4 separate regions of the Mus musculus genome follow, and all the other regions are linked to region 2. The links are chromatin contacts, called in public Hi-C and promoter capture Hi-C maps. All regions are on one chromosome and are shown on one strand. Each heading gives the region's core, a stretch centred on a gene start, on an enhancer-like site or on the middle of the called end of the contact. The rest is flanking DNA. Distances are from core to core; before and after follow the strand shown. Region 1 has its middle 44 kb from the start of Gm33687. Region 2 holds the start of Phkb (phosphorylase kinase beta). Region 3 has its middle 30 kb from the start of Gpt2. Region 4 holds the start of Gpt2 (glutamic pyruvate transaminase (alanine aminotransferase) 2).

Region 1 (5,000 bases), core at 394-2,893, 480 kb before region 2:
AGAAAACCTGTAAAGAGACTGTGTTCTTTCTCCTTCCTAAGTTTACAGACTCATGTGGAGCAGCACCCCTTCCCACGCTTTCTGGGGTGACCTGGAGAAAGAAAGATCATCTTCAAGTGAGCACATGTGTGCAGCCCATCCCAGCCCCTGGGACAGTCGCTTACAGTCAGAATGAACAAAACACAGCCCCTGCAGACAGACGCATTGTGTCAGAGGTAACCCTACCTGCCTAGGAACCTCACAGGCTTGTGAAGTCGCTGGGGGAACAAGACACTTTTACAAACCTGGAGCACCAGAAAGCTATGAAGGAAGCAAATGGGTATTCTGAGGGCTTCTAGGCTGGGTTAGAAACCAGAGTTCCTCTGAGGACACATCACAAAGAGGAAGAAGAGACACACATGGCTATTAGCATGCACCTAGAATCTCTCAGAACTTTGAGGCTAAGACCAGAGGATAGTGAGTTTGAGGCAAGTTTGTGCTACAGCGAGAGGTCCTGCTTCATAAAACCTTGGGCTGTCTGGGCACGATGACATATGTCTGTCATCTTAGTACTTGAGAGGTAGAGAGAGTAGGACCAGGAATTTGGACACATTGGCTACACAGTCATTCTGGGGTCTGTCCTTAAAACAAAGAATTTTCAAAGACTGTGGGTATGGCTCTGTGTTCAAACACTTTCCAAAATGGACAGTGAGTTAGGTTTGAGCCTTAGCACCACTTCTACAGCAAAAGGCAAAGGAGGGGTATCCTGGGCTAGGAAGTTTCTTAGGGTCCCAAAAAGGATAGAAAGAAGAGTTCAGGAGACATGAATGGGACTAGTTTGACCTGGGCACTGGAAATAGGGACCATGGGTGGCAGGCAGAGACTTTAGGGATCATCTGAACAGATGCTGTTCTCACCTCTCCATCCTGCAGTGTTGACTAGGGAGATCTTACACTCTGCAGAGTTTGTCAATACCCAGTCTAACAGTGCTCTGCAACACTGACAGGTGAGGAGTGGGAAGAAGGATTTGCAAAGAAAACCATTAGGGTTGCTTCCTCCGAAGGGGGACCCTAGGAGAGTTCCCTGGAACCTGGCAACGGTCCCGTGCTGTGCACCCTGGGGCCCCCAGAACCTCTGAAAATGGGAAACAGTCATTAACACAGCAAGCTGCCCTCCTCTCTCTTCACCATGATAACACTGTCACCAGAGAATGGAAAATCACTCAGACGTCTCTGCGTCTCTGCGTCTCCAAATTGCACCTCAGTGGCAGGCTGCATACAGCAAATTGCCTGGTGGAGAGCTGGCTAGGCTTGCAAGCAAAGAACTAATAAATAACCTTGAAATACACAGTCTGATGGCAGCTTTGCTCCGAGCCTCCTGGCTTCTGCCCTAGAAGGCTCATGAATCGCTGGGCCTGGCAGGTAGAGTCAGGAGAGCCGAGTCTGCCCACTGTGTTGATGACCTACAAATAAGCACCCGGTGCTGGCTTCAGGGTGGTGGCTTAGCCAGTCTCTTCTCCAGGAGTGGGGCTAACCTGGAGCAAGGCTCTGGCAAAAATCATTTCCAGCCACCTCCAGAGAGAGGTCAGAAAAGGAGCCATGCAGTCTACACAGGCAGGGATGTGGTTGCCTGGCAAACAGGATTTTCAGTGGGAGTTCAAAACCTCCTCAGGAGAGAATGTGCATGTGACTCAAGCCCTGGTGGAAGATGCAGAATTGTCAGTCAAACACATTCTCAGATTCTCCAAAGCACTTTCGCAATCATTTGTAAATTGCTCTTTCAGAGCGTTTGTGGGAATGTTAAATGACTAGGAGAAGAAATCAATACCTCAGTGCTACCTCCGGGGGTGGGCATCCCTGTGCAAAGCAAGAATCACACATCCATAGATGGATGCAAAGATGTTAGCCTCCTTGGATGAATAATAGTTCAGCAGAAGGTGGCAGGCACCAAGCTAGAAGGCTCTCTGAAATGCAAACAGACACAAAATCCGACACAGACAGCTGAGAGATGTGGAGGCCTGCTGAGGAAAAAGAAAATGGAGTTGGGTATGTGGCTCAGAAGGCTGAAACAGAAGGGGTGGGAAGTTTTATGCTAGCTAATCTGCATAGTGAGACCTTGTCTCAAATGACAAATGAGCATGCTTGTCAGGAAAACACTGATGAGCAATACCACAGTAGACTATAAAGAAAACTGTCTTGTTCTTAAATAGTGGCTGAAAAAAAAAGATGTGAAAAAGAAAGCCAATATTTAGGACCTGAATAGAAAACATGAATAATGTAGGATCTGGAAATTAATAGAAAATTTTACAAAATAATTTTTTAAAAGTCTGTCTCCTAGTAGAAGCTGTACAGGAAGTTAGGATGCTGCCAAGGGCAACCACTGTCAGCCCCAGTCAGGTACTGATCTCAGGCCTGGGACCACACTGTGAGTAGGTGCTTTGTGTTTCTTTGTTTGTGAGCAGGTAGATTCAGTAACTACACAAGGAGCCTGATGAATATTATCACCCTGATTTATAGACGAGGAAACGGTGACATAGAAGTAATTATCTTATCTAAGGTCTCACAGCAGAACTGGGACTTTAGTCTCTGTCAGAGCTATTGCTGTTTGACTCTCCTTTTTTTTTGTAGATCTCATTCTGCTCTGCTAGGAGAGGGAGTCCTGAGAGGAACAAGATGGTGTCCCCTGGAACAAGGAAAAAATAACTTTACCTTAGAAGCTCCAGCCCCAGGAAGAGAATAGGCTTTGTGGCAACAGCTGCCCCAGGCCTCCATTCATTCTAATCAGTGACTTTTAGTGGCTTCAGTTCTCTTGCTAGGACGTGAGAGCTCAGGTCTTCTCTAAACACGACTATGTTTAGCAAAAAGAGTCAGTGATCATATAGGAGAGAACAAATAATTTCCTGTTTTGTTTTTGTTTTGTTTTTGTTTTTTTACAAGCACTTACAGAAAAAAGGACGTTAGTAAAGGAGCCATTTTGAAGGGTTTGAGTCACACAGTGACAATCACCCTCTTGCCTTTCCCTTCTTAACTTATTTTGACTTCTTTTGAATTTCTCCATCTTGGAATAGTCAACCATTCTGTCCCACCTACTAGAAAAACTGTGTAAGTCTGTCCTGTGGCCCAGTGGTAGAGCATTTGCCTCACATGGGTATGAGACCTGAGTTCAAAGCACTGGAAAAGAAAATTTTAAAGAGGGAGGCTCACAAAATGGCTAAGAGGTAAACACGTTCTCTAGTCAAGCCTGATTACCTGAGTTCTATCCCTGGAATTTATAAAAAGGCATCAACCACCCATATTTCTGGCTATTTGATGCTCTCTTCTGGCCTCCAGGGCCCCTGCACCTATGTGTAAACACACACACACACACACACACACACACACACACACACACACACACACGGGCTTGTGAATGCACTGGCTCACAACTGCAATTCCAACACTCCTGTGGTGGGATGGGGTGTGGAATCACGGGAAAGCTCTTGGACTGCCTAGCCTGCAGTATGCAGACTCGCAAAGACAAGAGAGGCCCTGTCTCAGCAAAGTAAAGGCAAGAACCAACTTCCCAAGGTTATCCTTCAGCCTCCACATGTGCACTGTGGTCTGTGTGTATACATGCACACTCGCATTGTAACAGTTCTTCAATTTTTTAAAGGAAGAGCAATATAAACGTCTCAGCCAATGCTCTGCAGCAAACTACCTCTGGGCCTTCCCCCTCAAGCATTATTATAACTAGTAGTCAGACCCAAGGAATAATATGAGACCTGCTTTTATTTTCTTTTTGGCTTGTGTTCTCATGTATTAGCAATGGTTTCTTCTCCTCTCAAGTAAACATGCAAATAGGATTCTCTTTCCAAATAACAAATGTGTGGTTTCATTGTGTGAGTAGAAATCTGGAGTGAGGCTGGCTGGCCTTGTCTCCCATTCTGTTCTGTAGGATACCCTCCATTTGGCAGGCATTTTCCTCCCCAAAGAACTGATGTGTAATCTTTTGTTCTTTCAAAGCTCTTTTTGTTTCCAAGAGACAAAATACCTACTTTGTGTCATGTTCTCTTGTGTGTGACTAACGATAACAGAACAGTTATGAGCTGTGCATTTGTATTCCTGTAATATAACAATTTATTTGCATAAACTGCTTCTAAAACATAACCCATTAAAGCAAATTAAGTGTCTTATACATTGACTGCTAAAAATTAGAAGGTAGACACCGGTTACTCTCCCTCCAATTGCTGCATGATGTCTGTTGCCTAGGAGTTGCTGTGGTGACTCCTCTGCTTTCTGAGCACAAGAGGCATCTGGGTAGGGTAGAGAGCAAATGACAAGCCAGTCAACTATGGCAACCCCACTTGCTTTGTTGATAGCCTCTTGGGCACTTTGGCATGTTAATATTAATATGTCTGTGAGCAGAACATACAAGATAGTCAAGAAGAAAGGTTTAGTCAGGTTCATGATTTCCGAGGTCCATGATTGCTTGGTCTCATCAATTTGAGGTCTGAGGTGACATGGTATGGGAGGGCACAAGAAAGGAAGTTGCTCACTTCATAGCAACTAGAAAAGGAAATGGAGGGAGGGAGGTCGGGGGTGGGGGGCTGACTGACTCTCTGGGGTCTCAGTGCCCTCTTTGAAGGCATGCTCCAAGGAGCTACAGTCCTTCCACTAGGTGCTGCTTCTGGAACGTTCCTCTCCCTCCCAGTACTGCCACAGGTTGGTGATTAAGTTTTCAACCCATGGATCTTTGGGGAAGATTCATCTAAATTATAGCAATTGCTCGTGAAATATAAAGGTATTTTGAAACTGCAGACTTTACCAGGTACAATGGCACATGCCTACAGTTTCAGCTACTCTGAAGGCCTAGACAGGATTACTTGAGTCCGGGAGTTTACTATATATACCCTGGACAATATAGTGAGACACATATACTTAGAGGGGCAGGGACTGTGATAGATGGGTGACTGGACAGTGAAAGGATAGAGGCACAAATGTTGCTTCATGAAGAAGTAGGGTGGGTGTGAGATAGACTGATGA
Region 2 (4,839 bases), core at 131-2,630:
GCTGTTGTGACATATATTTGAGTAAAATAAAGACTTGAAGAGAAAATAGACCCTATAGGATTACTATGTTGCAAAACTGTGTTGCAAAAATACATGTTGGGGGTTGAGAGGACGGTTAAAGACCCTGGCAAAAGACTAGTTATTCTCTTTGCCCAGAACAACCTAATAGCACTTTTTCTATTCCCACAGCAACAGTGTTAATAACCAACTCAAAATTTCTATATGACACAATAAAAGAAAATATAAGCAACAAATATCCCTACAACTGTTTCAAATAATTCTACTGACTCTGAACTTGAGTCAACTGCTTTCTAAAAATTTCTCTTACTTTTCATGTGTTTGTTCCATTACAACCCTAAGTCCTAAGTAAATAAACACACAAAAATTTTAAGATTTCAAATGGAATGAAATTGGCAATACTTTAACAAATACAGTACTTTTCTACAATCTTTCGTCAATCTTTGACAAGGGAAAGGTTCTTGGTTGAACATTTCTTGTCCCCCACCTCTCGTGTTTAAGGACACATTTTTTCCCCCAAGATTGTATCCAATTTCAAAAGTGGCAGTTTCACTGCTGGCTCTCTGGAAAGTTATTAATCAGGAGTACTAACTTTTAAAACGCCAGTGTGACTTTGCAATTTGAACAAGTCAGTTCAGGACACTCGGACTGCTGGCTTTTTAATCTCCGTGGTTGGGAACCACAACTAGAAGCTACAGGTGGTGGGACCATTTGGCTAGGGAAGGGGCCAATTTCATTCTGAGTCATAACTGTACACTAACTTAACTTGTGGCACAAACCGTCTTCCTCAATTTCTGACACACAGAACTGGCTGCAGCTAAAAATTACTGAGGAATGTGAAGGGGGCATATGAGACAAAAGTAGTCGCCAGCTCTTTAGGACCTCACTAAAAATGGAGGTCTACTTTTTGCAGAGCAAGAGCGTTCAGGTTCCAAAGAACTTGTCACTAGCTGACTTACTCGGCAAAGTTTCTGGAGAAGTCAGCTTATCACTAACTTTGGAGAGGAAATAACTTGGGGGAGAAAGACAGACGTTATCTAAATGGGGGAAGTGCAGGGATTGGGGAATGGGGACCAAGATGGACAAGAGCAGGGCAGCAAGAGAAACCTATTGCTTTCTGGAGCCAACTTAAGGAAGCAAGTTGATCCCCAGGACAGATCCCACCTGCCTCCCTCCAGGGGACTTGCGGAGGAGCACCACCCCCTGTACCCAGGAGGGGGAAGGTTGTGGTCACAGGCAGTCAAACCTGAGCGCTTGGCCCGGGCTCTTCGTTCCAAGAGCTTCCAGCTTACTTCAGCCATGAGTCCCTCAGCCCCCGCCATCGCACAGTGCCCACCACCCCAGCTGCCAGTCAGCGAGGCCGGCCCGGCCCCGCCCCCTCGCGCGACACTGTCGGGAGGCACGACAGCCGGAAGTGAGTTCCCGGGCAGACGCCGCCCTAGCTCCTCGGCGTCTTGGTCGTCGGAGAAACAGCCCCAGGGCAGCGTGAGAGTGCAGCGAGGGGCTGCCCGTGAGGCCGCACCCCGAGTCTTTTCTCGGTCGGCCGGTCAGTCGCACGGTGCTTTGCGGCTGCCGTCAAGCGCGGCGGAGGCCGGCCGGGCCGAAGGCGCCATGGCGGCAGGCCGGCTTCCTAGCGCCAGGGCGGTGCTGGCCCCGCTGTTCTTGGGGCTCGCGCTGCTGAGCGTTGGGCCTGCCCCGGCGCGGGCTCTGCACAACGTCACGGCCGAGCTCTTTGGGGCTGAGGCCTGGGGCACCCTGGCGGCCTTCGGTGACCTCAACTCCGACAAACAGACGGACCTCTTCGTGCTGCGGGAAAGTCAGTGCTTGCCGGCCCTCCTCTGTCTGCCCCTCCCGGTGTACCCACGCCCCCTGATTCCTGTTACCCTACCTCTTGCATTTCCCAGTCTTCTGGCTCTCCCTTTATCTTCAGCACAGGGACAGCTTTCCCCTGTTTTTATCAACCCTCGGTCCTAACTCAGTAACCCCGCGGCTTGACCATCAGCCCAACCCTTAAGAACACACCAACCTCCCTTCATCTAGAAACCTCTAGCCTTCATATGGCGAATGATCACCTGCCTGCCAAAGGTCTTCCAGATTTCTAAGAACCTTGGTTTCTGGTCTAAGCATTTGCTTTCCCGTCTTTTTTCCAATCTTCCACCCCCTTTGATGAGAAAACATGCAAGCTGACAGTTTCTTGTGAGAGATGTTCTGCCTTCACCTCCTACTAATTCTGCCCTTCCTTGTGTTAAGATCTTTAAAGGCACTGTGCCTTCCTCAGGCACCAAATTCTCCACCACTCACACCAGCCTCTGTTGTTGTTAACTGCTGATAAACGCAGTGCCTCCTTGGTCATACATTCTCAAACTTCAGACTTCTCCAGCATAAGGTGCCTTAGCTTAGTGTACATCTGGCCCCTCCTCATCTTGAGTACTGCTATAGTCTTCATCCAACTTGCCATTGAAAGTTCATTAACCACATTAAGCCTTAAAAGAAAAAATGTCTGATGCTGACCAAGTGCATCGGTTGGTGGTTAAGGACCAAGGCCATGAATAAAGTTTAAAGCCCCTACAAAGCTGACTGGCAGGATCCTGACAAGGTCTTTTGAGTGCTCTTTCCAGGACCCCAGAACCTCTTATAAGACCTGGATGGTTTTTCCTCTATTTGAATGATTACCCACATTGCAAGAATACTCAAAGTCTGTAGCTAATCTATCCAAACTAGATACAGAGACATTGAAGATATCCTGTGCTTGATTAAGCGTTTCTGAAAGTCTGTCCCAATGAACATTAATTGACCCATCCATGTGGAAGCAAAGGGGGAAGTGTGGAGGGCTCTGCTTTTTCTGCTTATGTGTTGACTTATATCCTTGTAACTTGTGAGTAGATGTTTTAGTAGGAATTCCTGGATCCTTGGTATGATGATAACAGCCTATGAGGGAGACCTGATTGGATGTGGAAAACACAAGACTTAACAGTAGCACAGTATAAATAAGGGTGTGTGTGGGGGGGGGGGGGTGTTTTCTGTATTGCTGCAGATCAAACTTGGGTCTCATACTCAGTATACAACAGTATAGTTTAAGGTGTGCTCTTTATATGGATGCTTCTTTTGAATTATGCCACCTGGCCCTTAATTGAATCCCATGGCGTCACATTGCCTTGAACAAGTATCCTTTTCCATACTTTTCTTTTCCATGTTCCATTAGATTTGTATGAGTATTCTTGGCAGTGCTGTCTGACTAGGTCAGAGTAAAAGCTTTCTTATAGAAACAGTACCCAGGAAGTTTTTAAGCACTGATCGAATGATTTTCCAAAAACCATTTTTTCTAAAATAACTTATTTGTTTCTTTTAGGAAATGACTTAATTGTCTTCTTGGCAGATCAGAGTGCACCCTATTTTAAACCCAAGGTAAAGGTATCCCTGAAGTAAGTATATAATATTCTTCTTATTATATGAATATGCAGTCGTGTGGGTTGTATTTGAGATCAGTCGTGTTCAGCTGTGGTTTGTGACACAAAATTCCTAGTTCTGAGGTCTGCGTAGAAAACAGTGTTTTGAAACTAAATAAATTAATTAATTAAACCTGGGAGGCCTGGTGAGTTGGCACCTAAATCCAAGTCTCATAACCTAAGGTAGATACCCAGAATCCTCATGGTGGAAGAAGAAAACCGACTTCTATAAACTGTCCTCTCACCTCCATTTACACACTGTGGTATCAGCCTGAACACACACATACCCCACTAACATACAATTAAAATATAATTTTAAAAAAGGAAATATTGAAAATAAAATTTAAAAATACCCCCCTTAATAAAAATACCTTTTGTTGGCTCCGGGTCTGTTCTATATAAACATTCTACAGTCCCTTGCAATCTAATATGCTTTCTCGAATGTACTATGTCTCGTCCTGATTGTTCCCGTGGAAGCAGATCACTCATAAAAATCTCATCATCTTAAAGATGTTTTACATATGGGAGAAAGATCAATGACCTCTGTCCTGTTTGTTTGTTTTCTCTTTTGATCAAATGGTGAGGTTTTTTAAATACTGATCTTGACAATTGTAATCAAGCTGCCTTAGTTAGAGTTTCATTGCTGTGAAGAGACATTATGACCATGGCAACTCTTATAAAGAAAACAGTTGGGGCTGGCTTACAGTTTCAGAGGTTAAGTCCATTATCATCATGGCAGGAAGCATGGCAGCATGCAGGCAGACAAGGTACTGGAGGAGCTGAGAGTTCTACATCTTGATCCCCAGGCATCAGAAAGAGACTGTGAGCTACATAGGACATAACTTAAGCATCAGGGACTTCAAAACCTGCAAGGTCATGCCTCCTAATAGTGCCTCTCCCTATGGGCCAAGCATTCAAACACATGAGGCTATGGGGGCATACTTATTCAAACTACCACACAAGATTTTCAAATTAAAATTTTAATGTAATTTAAATAATAGTCCTTATTGCTTATGGTTGGCAATACATGAAACATTGCCCCCAATGATAGTGAACCAATATGATTTGCAAATTTGAGGAAGCAAGTTGAATGCTTGCTCTAAGCTAAAGGAGAAAGGGATGGGTCAGTGCAAACCAAAATTGCAGCTTCCATATACTCATGGAATTGGAGCTTAACTGCATAGCTTGAATAAAATTTACTTGATAATGTTTAAGTTTGAGTACACATTAGAAAGATGGCAGTGAAAATAACATTTTGTGACAGAGTGAAAGGATTTACTTTACAGAAAAGTAGGTACCCCTGGAAGAATTATAGTCTGGGAAAAGACAATCAGAACAGACTAGGATCCTTCCAAAGTAATAAAAACATTTGGAC
Region 3 (5,334 bases), core at 2,759-5,258, 380 kb after region 2:
ACTAACTATTTGGGGAAAATCATGAGGTTGCTGAGGAAGGTAATTGATCAATTATTGGGTAGAAATGAGTGGCTATCTAAAAAAATAATTCATGCTTTGTATAGAGTATTCATCTACTGGGGACCTGGGCAAAATATAAAGCAGTCTGAAGGCATAACTGGCCACCTGGCATCCTCAGACATTTTGAAACTTCAATATTAATGATTGAAACTGTTGGATTTTTCATTATTTATTAGGAAAATTTGGTCTGTCTTTAATATAAGGATGAAAAGAACATAGGAGAAAAATGACCAGGAGAAAACCTAATAAAATGAGAGTCATATATTTAAAAATTGTAAATGTTCTAATGTAAAGATACCAGGAGAAAAACTAGAACCTGCTTTGTGTCTAATGGAATGAGACATTCTTTAACACACACACACACACACACACACACACACAAAACTTTTTATTGATTCTTTGTGAGTTTCACATCATGCACCCGAATCCCACCCATCCCCCCATCCCTTTGTACCCGCCCTCCACCCTTGCAAACTCCCCCCACCACGAATAGTTTTGTTTTGTTTTTGTTTTTTTAAAGATCTTGTCCTGGAAGCTGTGGTGTGTCACACAACACACCCTTCTGTCCACACATCTTTACTTGCAAATGTTCATTGCAATGAGTTGTTGGTCTTTCAAGGTCTCTGGCTTCTGCTACATCAAGTATACTGAATCCTCATGGGGACTTCTCTTGGATATCCTGCTGTTGCCCTGTGACATGGAGCTCTGCAGCTCTGTATCTGCACGGCTGGCGCTTTCATGTGAGAAGCAAGACATTCTCAGGGATGTGATTCTCTCTATAACATCCTGTACTTGACTAAAAAAGGACAAGATTTTAAGTTTTGTTTTAAAACTATTGTGTTTCTACTTCTGACTTCTGGCATCCTTGGAAACTGTCTTAAATAAGCCAAGGCTCATTTGCATATTAGTTTGTGCTGAAGTCTTTTAAGTAAACAACTATTTTAAGTTTAGTGCATCAATGTCTTATGGCTCTGTGCCTAGAAATATGAGCAGTGGGCACATCAGGCCAGATCACAGTCCTGCTTGCCACCAGGCTGAGTAGCTTGGTTAACCCCCTGAGAAAGGGGACATGCAAGGCAGCCCCATGGGACAAGAGGAGAAAAACAGACAACTCCTAGAGACTGTGTTGTGCATAAAGTGATTTGCACAGGGTGTGTTAATTACTTTTCTGTTGGTGTGATAAAACACCATGTCCAAGACAACTTAAAGAAAAAGAAAGAAGGGTTATTTGGCTTACAGTCCAGAGGGAGAAGAATTCATCGTGGCAGAGGTGGAAAGCATGGTGACAGACATACGAGGAGGGGGGTCTCATATCTTGAAGCACAAGCAAGAAACAGAGAAAGCAAAAGATAGCATTTCTTTCTTTCCTTTCTTTTCTCCTCCTTCTTTTTCTTTTCTTCTTCTCCTCCTCCTCCTTCTTGTCTTTAAATTCTTCAATCCTACCTTCTGTGACCTACTTCCTCCAAGGTCACACCTCCTGAGCCTCCCCAAAGAGCATCACCAATGGAGGCTGGGGTGGGGTAGGGGAGTGACAAAGTATTTAAATGGTCAAAGTTATGGGAGATGTCTCACTCAAACCACCACCAAGGGGTAACAAGAGGAGCTGATCGTCCACACAGCTGTACCCAAACTCACACAGCTGTACCCAAACTCTGCTCTCTTAAATACAAATGATGGAACCTTTTCATGATGCATTGAGAAACTGCTATTTTCTTTCTTTAGCTACGGATTCCAGAAACCAACTGGCACCTGTTTAAAATGGATAATTGTGAGCTTTGGGGAATCCCTCTGTGACAAGTTTTCATCACCAGTATCATCATCATCACTCATAACCTGTAAAACATTTTTCTGTGTATGGCTGTTTTGTCTGCATGTATGTCTGTGCACCACATGTTTGCAGTGTCCTTGTTGGATCTCTGAAACTGGAGTTACAGAAGACTGCAGATCTCTGTGTGGATGCTGGCAATTGAACCTGGGCCCTCTGGTAGAGAAGCCATTGCTTTTAAGTGCTGAGCAATCTCTCCAGTCCTAAAAGGTTTCATTATAAGTAGTATAATGCTGACCTTTCAGTAGCTTACACATTTAAAAGGACATCTGAAAAAAATCTGGCATCTGGACAACCTTGCTATTTGAAACCCTTGTGTATATCTGTTTGCCCAGACAAAATAAGTATTTTGTCCTTGTCTATGTGAGAAACAATTGTACATAATCTATTTCTAATAACTAACACTGTTCCTGAACCTGGAAGAAATTAATATTTTTGACTGTCAGTGATATAGATTTATTCTACTAAAGATTTGAAAGATTCCTTTTACAAGTAGAAACTAAATTAGTTTAATGAGCTTCTACATAGTTTTTTGCTGTTATTGCTTTGTTTAATGAGGCTAATCATTGCTGGTTCTTTTATATGCAAATCTGTGCACAATTACTAAGAAATAAAAAAATAAGGGTTTTTTTTGGTTGTTTTTGTTCTTGTTTTGTTTTTAGACAGAGCCTCATTGTGTAGTTTTAGCTGACCTGGAACTCTCAGAGATCCACTTGCCTCTGAGTCCCACTGATTAAAGGCTTGTGCCACCTAGCCCATGGAATGATGCAATCAATATTTAGGCTGAGTTACCTCTATTAACTCAATCTAAAAACTCCCTTACAGTTATGCCTAAAGTTTTGTCTCCTGGGTAGGTAATTCTAGATGCTGTCAAGTTGACAATATTAATATTAGATACCATGGTGTCTAATAGATAATTATCAAATGAGTTAAAGATATTTAGTTAGTACATATTACATGCCAGTTGCTATACTAGGTTCTGGAAATGTTTAATCCTTGTCCCTGTGTGTGGGCCTCTTCTTCCTCAGATGTCATTGGCCACTAGCCCGGGAGGGGGAGGGGAGCAGAGGTGTGGGGCAGGGTTCAGACAGCCACAAGTATGATGGAATGACTTCCAGGATCAGCTTCAGGGAGATAGCTCAACTTTATTTGGGGTGGAGAAGAGCTATCTAGGTCTTGGGGAGTGGGTAGAGATGTCCAGGGTGGGTGAACATTGTTGACTAGAGCAGAGGTGCTGCCAATGCTTCATTTATATGAAAAGGAATTCCAGGAACTTGCCAGGCAGGTTCTTGTCAGGAGAGAGAGGAAGTTTAACCTGCAATTTGGCCAAAGACTACATGACTTTCCTCAAGTGGAGGATGTGGGAGTTGTGCTCTTCTGATCAGATCGGACAGAGACGAGGAAGCCCTGCTGAGAAGGGGACTCCTCCATTTTGCAGCTATCTTGGAGGCCTATATGGACATGGTGAACTATGACCTTAATAGTAGGGAACCTGTGATCACTATACTACAAAGTCTGTAGTGGGAAGACACAAACTAGATCAACAACTACATATGATACTATACATCTTAGAGCTTATGAATACTTTAATGGCACATATGCTAGAAGGCTATGTAGTGAAAGGACCCAAAGACTGGATAAGTAAAACCTTTTGTGTTGTGGAGAGTGTAAGGGGAAGGGCTTCCAGGAACACATACTAGGGTGTACTGGATGAAGAGATGAAAGAGTTGAAAGAGAGCTAGCTGCCCCGCCATCCTGGCTTCTGCTGATTGATTTCACTGCCATGTGATTCCCTCCTCCCCCCCCCCCCCTTTAACAACGGGCACTTGGTATAACTAAATTGAGTGTGATGGTTTTCCTCAAGCCTCCTTCCTCCCATGAAGTTAACTTAGTGATGAGTTTGGACCCTGGGCAAGCCTGGGATTTTGGTCAGAACTACAAGGAGAGACATTTCCTCCTTGGGAGACTGGGAGAAAGGGAAGGAATGAACAGAGGCAACGCCTGGGCTAAGGGAGGCCTAAAATGCGCGTGGAAACAGTTGGGTTTGTTGGGTTTGAATTCAGGTACCTTGTAAAGCTGTTAATCTGACTGGGTGTGGTTGCCCATGTCAGTGATCCCAGTACTTCAGAAACTGACACAAGAGGGCAGTGTGGAGGCCAGCCTAGGCTAGAGGCCCTGTCTAACATAAAGATTGTTGTGTTGATCAAATAACTTCCCCATCTTTTTATTAGGTATAAGTTTGTTTACACAAGGCTTCAGTCATTTGTAACTAAATATCTTTGTTAAGTTCAACTTATGTCATACCTCTGCTAAGTCCAAATATGTTGGAGGAAGCCAATCTAAGTACTTACCTAGGGTCATTTAGCCAGGAGGAGGGACAGGCCAAACACTACTTTCTATGGCAGAAATTTCAGGCTCTCCACGACTTCCTCTCTCCTTCCTTCCATTCCTCTTTTCTGTTTTCTTTGACCTGCATGTTCGGTTGTGTGTCTAGGCATGCTGAAGGCAGGCAGGTGAGACAAGATAAGAACCAGAGCTTTCTCAGATCCTTTAAGGGCAGGCAGGCCAAAATACACAAGATGCTGAAATAAGTACCCAGGGCTGCTGCGTTCTGAAAGTGGAGAGCTGGCGTTAGTTGGGCTGTGAACACCAGAGTCAGTGACCTGATGGCTTTCTCTAAGAGGCGACTCTGAGTAACTACACTACAAGGTCCTGTTGCCATCTACTGCCCAGCCTCAGTGTTTGCAAGTGATGATGTACTGGCTGTTTCCAACCGGAAACACTTCCCAGGGCCAGCCAATTTGGGGGAGGAGGGTTGGTTCGTTATCCCTACATTTCATATTCAAGAAGACCTTTAAAACCACACTTGCAACATGTTTCCCAACAGCTTAGCATACATTAGAGCCTGAGTCGAGGCTACTGAAATGGAGACGTGAGAGTCACTCCACAGCACTACACTGTGCCTTAGTCTAATCCTCTAGAATAATGTGGATTTTAGAGACTGATTATCCAGGTGGGTTTTTTGTTTGTTTGTTTTAGATTTATTTTTATGGAGCTGGAGCAATGGCCCCACAGTTAACAGCACGTAATACTCTTGCAGAGAACCCAGGTTCAATTCCCAGACACTGCAGGTGGCTCACAAGTGCCTGCAACTCTAGCTCTGTGGCATTCGTCACCCTCATCTGGTCTCCTTGGGCGCTTGCAGGCGTGTGGTGCACTTACATACACTCAAGCACAGGTTAATACAATCTAAAAATTTACAAAGTTATCTTAAATATTTAAAAATTTATGTTTATGAATGGTTTGCCTGCATCTATGTCTGTGTACCCTATGGGCCTGATGCCCATGAAGGCCAGAAGAGAGCATTGGATACCCTGGAAACGGAGCTACAGATATTTGGGAGTTGTCATATTGGCACTGGTAATTAAAGACAGGTTCTCTGTAAGAGC
Region 4 (4,982 bases), core at 1,380-3,879, 350 kb after region 2:
AGATAGAAAGAATTCCTGGAATCTCTCCCAGCTCTGGATGCAGAGAAACCAACTGTGGTGGGGCAGAACAGGGAACACTTTCAGCCTGGCTTTGTTTTAGCAGGAAGACTGTTGTCCTGAGAAGAGACAGCTGCAGCCTCCCAGATATCAAAGTTTGAAAAAGAAATGCACAGGCTCTATGTCTCTAGCCCACCAGTGTGTCAGGCACAAAAAAACGGAGCCAGCCTTCTCTGGGCCAACCTTTAAACAGCCCAGTGGGCAGGAGAGATGGTGGAAGGTTAGTAGCAGAGGAATCCAGTTCAGTTCCCACATCAGGCGGCTCACAAGCACCTGGAACTTCGGCTCCAAGAAGATCCAACTCTTGATTTGCTTTGCTTGGTTTGGTTTTTGGAGACAGGGTTTCTCTGTGTAGCTGTAGAACAGGCTGACCTTGAACTCAGAAATCGACCTGCCTAAGCTTGTACCACCAAGAAACTTCTCTGGTCTCCATGGGCACCTGCACTTATGTGCACATAACTACACACATATACATATTTTAAAATAATAAAAACAAATCTAAAAAAATAAATAAATAAACTCAGCCCTGCAAAGAGTCAGCAATAGACACTGATGGATCCGACACAGCGTTTTTAGTAGAATTGGGTATCTGATGTAGGTAGGCTTCATAAAAAATTCCAATGGAAAGAAGAGAGAGATTCTAAGAGTTCTTCTTACATACTCAAGGATACTGAGTGACCATGCTACTCTGCAGACACTGGGATCTGCTGAGTATGGAAACAAAATCAAGAAACCCTCCCATCCATCCACATCTTGAATCAGAATGATCTGGTGACCTTTTTCTTCTTTCTCTTTCTCTCCTTCCCTTCTTTCTTCCTTCCTTCCTTCCTTCCTTCCTTCCTTCCTTCCTTCCTTCTTTCCCTTCTTCCTAAGATTTTTCCAGACAGGCTTTCTCTGTGTAGCCCTAGCTGTCCTGGAACTCACTCTGCAGACTAGGCTGGCCTAGAGCTCACAGAGATCTGCCTGTCTTTAGCCTCCCAAGTGCTAAAATTAAAAACATGTGCCACCACCACCCAGCTAACGTTTTCTTTTTAATCTTAGTAGTGATGTTCCCTCTTGACTCTGCCTTCCAAATCTCACCCAGTTTAAAACCCAGTATCTTAGCAGGGCATTGTGTTCTGTGCCTGGATGCCTGTAAACCCCGACGCATAGCAGGTGCAGGTAGGAGGATGTGGAGTCGAGGACAACCTGGGCTACATAGTCAGACCTTGGCCCCAGAACAAAGAACTTGGTTTCACATACGGCCAAACCACCCTAGTTGGGACAGGGAGACACAGCTAAGTTCAAGCCAGCCTCCCTGGCTGGTATCACCAAGATGAAGTCCCAGGTTCACCTCATTAAGGTCATAAGGACCCAACTCTCCCACTATAGCAATCAAAGGTTCTCGGGGTACAAAATAAGGAATTCTACCCATCTCTTTTCCAGAGTCCCGGTCTTGTCAAGCCACTGTGGCTGGCAAACACCCAGCAGGCCTCTGCCAGAAAAAAGGGTTCGGGAACAAACCAGCCAGTCACACAGTCTTCCTTCCTCCCTCCGCTCCTACTTAACAGGGTTTTCACCTCGCCACCCCCCCCCCCAGCCCCTTCGTCTCACTTCAAAGAACTTACTTATTCTCTATCTGAAACTCTCACTTCTATATTTGCTTGTTTTCCCCCTTCCAAGGGATCCACGAGGGTAGGGCACTTAGGGAACACGCAGTGCCTGGCAGCAGAGGCCGCTCAATAACTGGGCACAATTCAACAAGTGAACCGTCGAAGGCCTCACTTTGTGCCAGATGCGGGGCACTGGTGGGTGACGGGAGAGAGAGGGGGCGTTCTCTCGCTTTAGCCAAAAATGGCACAAAGAAGAAGCTGAAAGCCGAGGGGGTGGGGGGTTTCGGAGGGTTGGAGGTCCTTCAGGAGGACCCCAAAGTAGCTTGCCACAGTTCTTCCCGCCATGAACGCCCCCTGGCCTCGCCCCCCGCAGGCCCTGCGCTCACCCGCTGCAGCTCCATCTCGATCTCGCCGGCTTTGAGCACGATGGGTCCCCGCACAGCGTACTCCACCGCCTTCACCTGCGGGTTCATGGACTCCAGGGTGAGGATGCGGTCTCGAGGGCTGCGCTCCGGTCGCACCTTGAGCGCCGCCGAGGCTTCGGCTGCAGCGCTGCTGTGACTACGGCCCCAGGGGCCCGAGGCGCGGGGGCAGGAGCCCCGCCGCACCAGCACCGCTGCCCGCTGCATCGCGAACCTGCCGAGATTAGCCCTGGCCCAGAAAGAAGGAGAGCAAGACGTCACGCACAGCCCCAGGTGGACACCAGTCCCCCAAGAACCCAAGGCTCTCGGCCGGCAGCGCCAGCCTAGCTCCAGGGCTGTATTCCCACCCTCTGGTTACTGGGACCTTGCACCCTGCCACTGCAGCACCAAGACGCTACACCGCTAGGTTGCCGGAGCTGCGCCTAATGTGGGTATGCAACGTGCCTGTCGCCGCGGGACCGTCCGCACCGCTCCGGTTAAGGTGAGCCTGGGCTGCTCCCAAACCCGGTGGCCGGCCACCGCATCCTGGCGCCTGGCACCAGCACCTCCTGGCTCCCTGTATTCGCACACCCACCGCCGCCGACTCCGCCTCGGGCCTGCGCGCTGACTTCTGGGTCTTGTAGTTGTCTTGACCGTATCAACACTGCAGTGATGAACCGGATAAACTACAAGTCCTCTAAAGCCTGGCGCAGGCCAGACTGGGCTGGGCGGGGGGTGGGGAGCGGTCGTCTGGGCGGGGTCTTGGTGACAGAGAATCCCTACTTTAAGGCAGCGACTGTCCTTTCCAGAGGCTTTTGGAATTTTTTATTTGCTACTTGGCTGCTTCTCCCTAGATGCACACCCCGCCTCCCTTCACCCTCACCTCGGGACACCTACAGTGACGTGGGATGCGTGGTGATGCACTCTTCGCCTTGAGTTTCATCATCCCAGCCATATGGTTCTCCTAGCCACTCAGGGGCAGCTGGTTAGGAAGTAGGGCCACTGAAACTTGATATGCCACCCAGTCTCCTTCTCAGAATCAACGTTCTTGTTAGCAAAAATCTGTGTATGGGGAGGGTGGGGTGGGGGGATGGGGGTAGGGAGGTTGTAGGAAGGGACCACACACCAAGTGCTACAGTTTTGCATCACCTCTCTATCCGAAGGCCCACCTCACATCCATTGTATCCATTTTATTTTCTTTCTAGCCTTCCTAGCATCTAAAATTTACCTCATTTAGATACTTCTAGAGGACTCAGAAGGATAAAAACAATGTTTTTATTTTGTTTTGTTTTGTTTCTGTCCGTTGATTTCACAACATCTCTAACACTATATAGGCACTTAGTAAATATTTGTTGACTACACAGAACATGGTGGCAATTACTTTGGGCAAAAGTATCCAGCCAGTAGATCCCTCCACACATGCATTTTGCACATGCGGAGTGTATTAGAAAGAGTTCTCTAGAGTCACAGAACTATACAGTAAACAACAGCTATATAGTTGTCTCTATATAGTAAAGGAATTTGTTGATGGCATACATTCTGTAGTCCAACTCCCCATCAATGGTCAGCAGCAGCTGTGAATGGAAGTCCAAGGATCTAGCAGTTGCTCAGTCCCACATGGTAAGCAGGCAAAGAAGAGTGAATCTTCCTTCTTCCGATGTCCTTATGTAGGTCTCCAGCAGAAGGCATAGTCCAGATTAAAGGTGTGATGGCACACACCTTTAATCCCAGATAACAATGAACTCAGAGATCTCCCTGTCTTAATCTTCTGGGATTCATACCCACTATGCCTCAGAGAGCCTTCTAATTCTGGATTGCAGTTCATTCCAGATATAGTCAAGCTGAAAACCAGGAATAGCCACTACACGGAGCAAGCTTGGGACAAGACTAGGTTGAGTGTGCAATTGGTGCAAAGGTAGAAATGTAAGCTAGGGGGCTGGAGAGATGGCTCAGCGGTTAAGAGCACCAACTGTGCCCGGCGTGGTGGTGCACACCTTTAATCCCAGCACTCGGGAGGCAGAGGCAGGGGGATTTCTGAGTTCGAGGCCAGCCTGGTCTACAGAGTGAGTTCCAGGACAGCCAGGGCTATACAGAGAAACCCTGTCTCAAAAACCAAAACCAAAACCAAAAAAAAAAGCACCAACTGCTCTTCCAGAGGTCAATTCCTGGCAACCACATGGTGGCTCACAACCATCTGTAATGGGATCTGATGCCCTCTTCTGGTGTGTCTGAAGACAGCTACAGTGTACTCATATAAATAAAATAAAATAAATAAATCTTTTTTTAAAAAATTCCTTAAAAAAAATAAAAAAGAAAGAAATGTAAGCTAACAGGCTGAGCCACAAACTTCTGCAAGGAGGACATGATGGAGGACATGATGGAGGACATGATGAAGGACATGATGGAAGACATGATGGAGGACATGATGGAGTTGATTTCCTTCCCTCTGCCTCAGACTCCCTATCTGCAAAATAAATTGAGTTAAATGGCCTCCTTTTTCCCTTGGTGTCTTGAACATTTTGTAATTCTGGGAGTTTTGAGGCCAAACAGCCCAGAGTTTGCACAGTCGCAACAAACACATTTGTCTTATGAAACTTGGGAAAAGGAGACACTATTTATTCAGTGTAGGGGAGAGGCAGTATAGGGGAGACAGAAGCAGGAAATTGAGGTGGTGGTGGGCTGAGAATAATTGCACACAACCACTTTTGAGTCACCTGACTTCAAGCATGTCACTGTCCTCCTCATGTGTGAAATGGAGGCAGCAGTACCTACCATGAGCAACTGAGGAGAAAGTTCTGGTGGGACTTGGCAGAACTTGGATCCTGAAGTTACACCACACTCTTGTTGATCTCTCCTCAAGGGACTACCATACACTTTGATCAAACAAATCGATTACTCATGAAAGAGGAATGTGTCAGGGAGAACAGAAGCC

Evidence for each region. Promoter capture Hi-C pulls out the DNA fragments that hold promoters and counts their contacts. A called contact is a pair of places that touch in the nucleus more often than the background predicts.
Region 1: a promoter capture Hi-C map of hippocampal neurons shows a contact between it and region 2, with 5 times the contacts expected there. The contact joins the enhancer-like site here to the promoter of Phkb in region 2. A contact is called at or near these places in 5 of 39 promoter capture datasets (the 3T3-L1 cell line, the SN4741 cell line, cranial neural crest and 2 more), 1 of 484 Hi-C or Micro-C datasets (ventral hippocampal neurons) and 7 of 115 datasets of contacts at active chromatin or transcription factors (astrocytes, embryonic forebrain, embryonic hindbrain and 4 more).
Region 3: a promoter capture Hi-C map of liver shows a contact between it and region 2, with 3 times the contacts expected there. The contact joins the enhancer-like site here to the promoter of Phkb in region 2. A contact is called at or near these places in 2 of 39 promoter capture datasets (both in liver), 1 of 15 datasets of contacts at CTCF or cohesin (the NIH/3T3 cell line), 5 of 484 Hi-C or Micro-C datasets (B cells, the Ba/F3 cell line and embryonic stem cells), 1 of 115 datasets of contacts at active chromatin or transcription factors (embryonic stem cells) and 1 of 9 other capture datasets (embryonic stem cells).
Region 4: a Hi-C map of LSK cells shows a contact between it and region 2, with 4 times the contacts expected there. The contact joins the promoter of Gpt2 here to the promoter of Phkb in region 2. A contact is called at or near these places in 1 of 39 promoter capture datasets (cranial neural crest), 1 of 484 Hi-C or Micro-C datasets (LSK cells) and 2 of 9 other capture datasets (adipose tissue and macrophages).

The regions. Positions count from the first base shown.
Region 1 is chr8:86,321,599-86,326,598 of GRCm38.p6, reverse strand. No RefSeq gene overlaps it. Among named protein-coding and RNA genes, the nearest start is that of Gm33687, 44 kb to the right of the region's middle. Within about 2 kb of position 1,643, at least 23 of the 459 cell types and tissues checked have an H3K27ac peak or open chromatin away from gene starts, as enhancers often do.
Region 2 is chr8:85,837,529-85,842,367 of GRCm38.p6, reverse strand. It overlaps Phkb (phosphorylase kinase beta), which reads right to left and starts at 1,380. Exons shown (of 32, transcript NM_199446.2): 1 at 1,265-1,380. It overlaps Itfg1 (integrin alpha FG-GAP repeat containing 1), which reads left to right and starts at 1,419. Exons shown (of 18, transcript NM_028007.3): 1 at 1,419-1,834; 2 at 3,368-3,440. The coding sequence starts at 1,630.
Region 3 is chr8:85,460,250-85,465,583 of GRCm38.p6, reverse strand. No RefSeq gene overlaps it. Among named protein-coding and RNA genes, the nearest start is that of Gpt2, 30 kb to the left of the region's middle. Within about 2 kb of position 4,008, at least 11 of the 459 cell types and tissues checked have an H3K27ac peak or open chromatin away from gene starts, as enhancers often do. A contact at or near this core is called in the Ba/F3 cell line and liver, where this site is marked.
Region 4 is chr8:85,490,223-85,495,204 of GRCm38.p6, reverse strand. It overlaps Gpt2 (glutamic pyruvate transaminase (alanine aminotransferase) 2), which reads right to left and starts at 2,629. Exons shown (of 12, transcript NM_173866.4): 1 at 2,516-2,629; 2 at 2,036-2,300. The coding sequence starts at 2,278.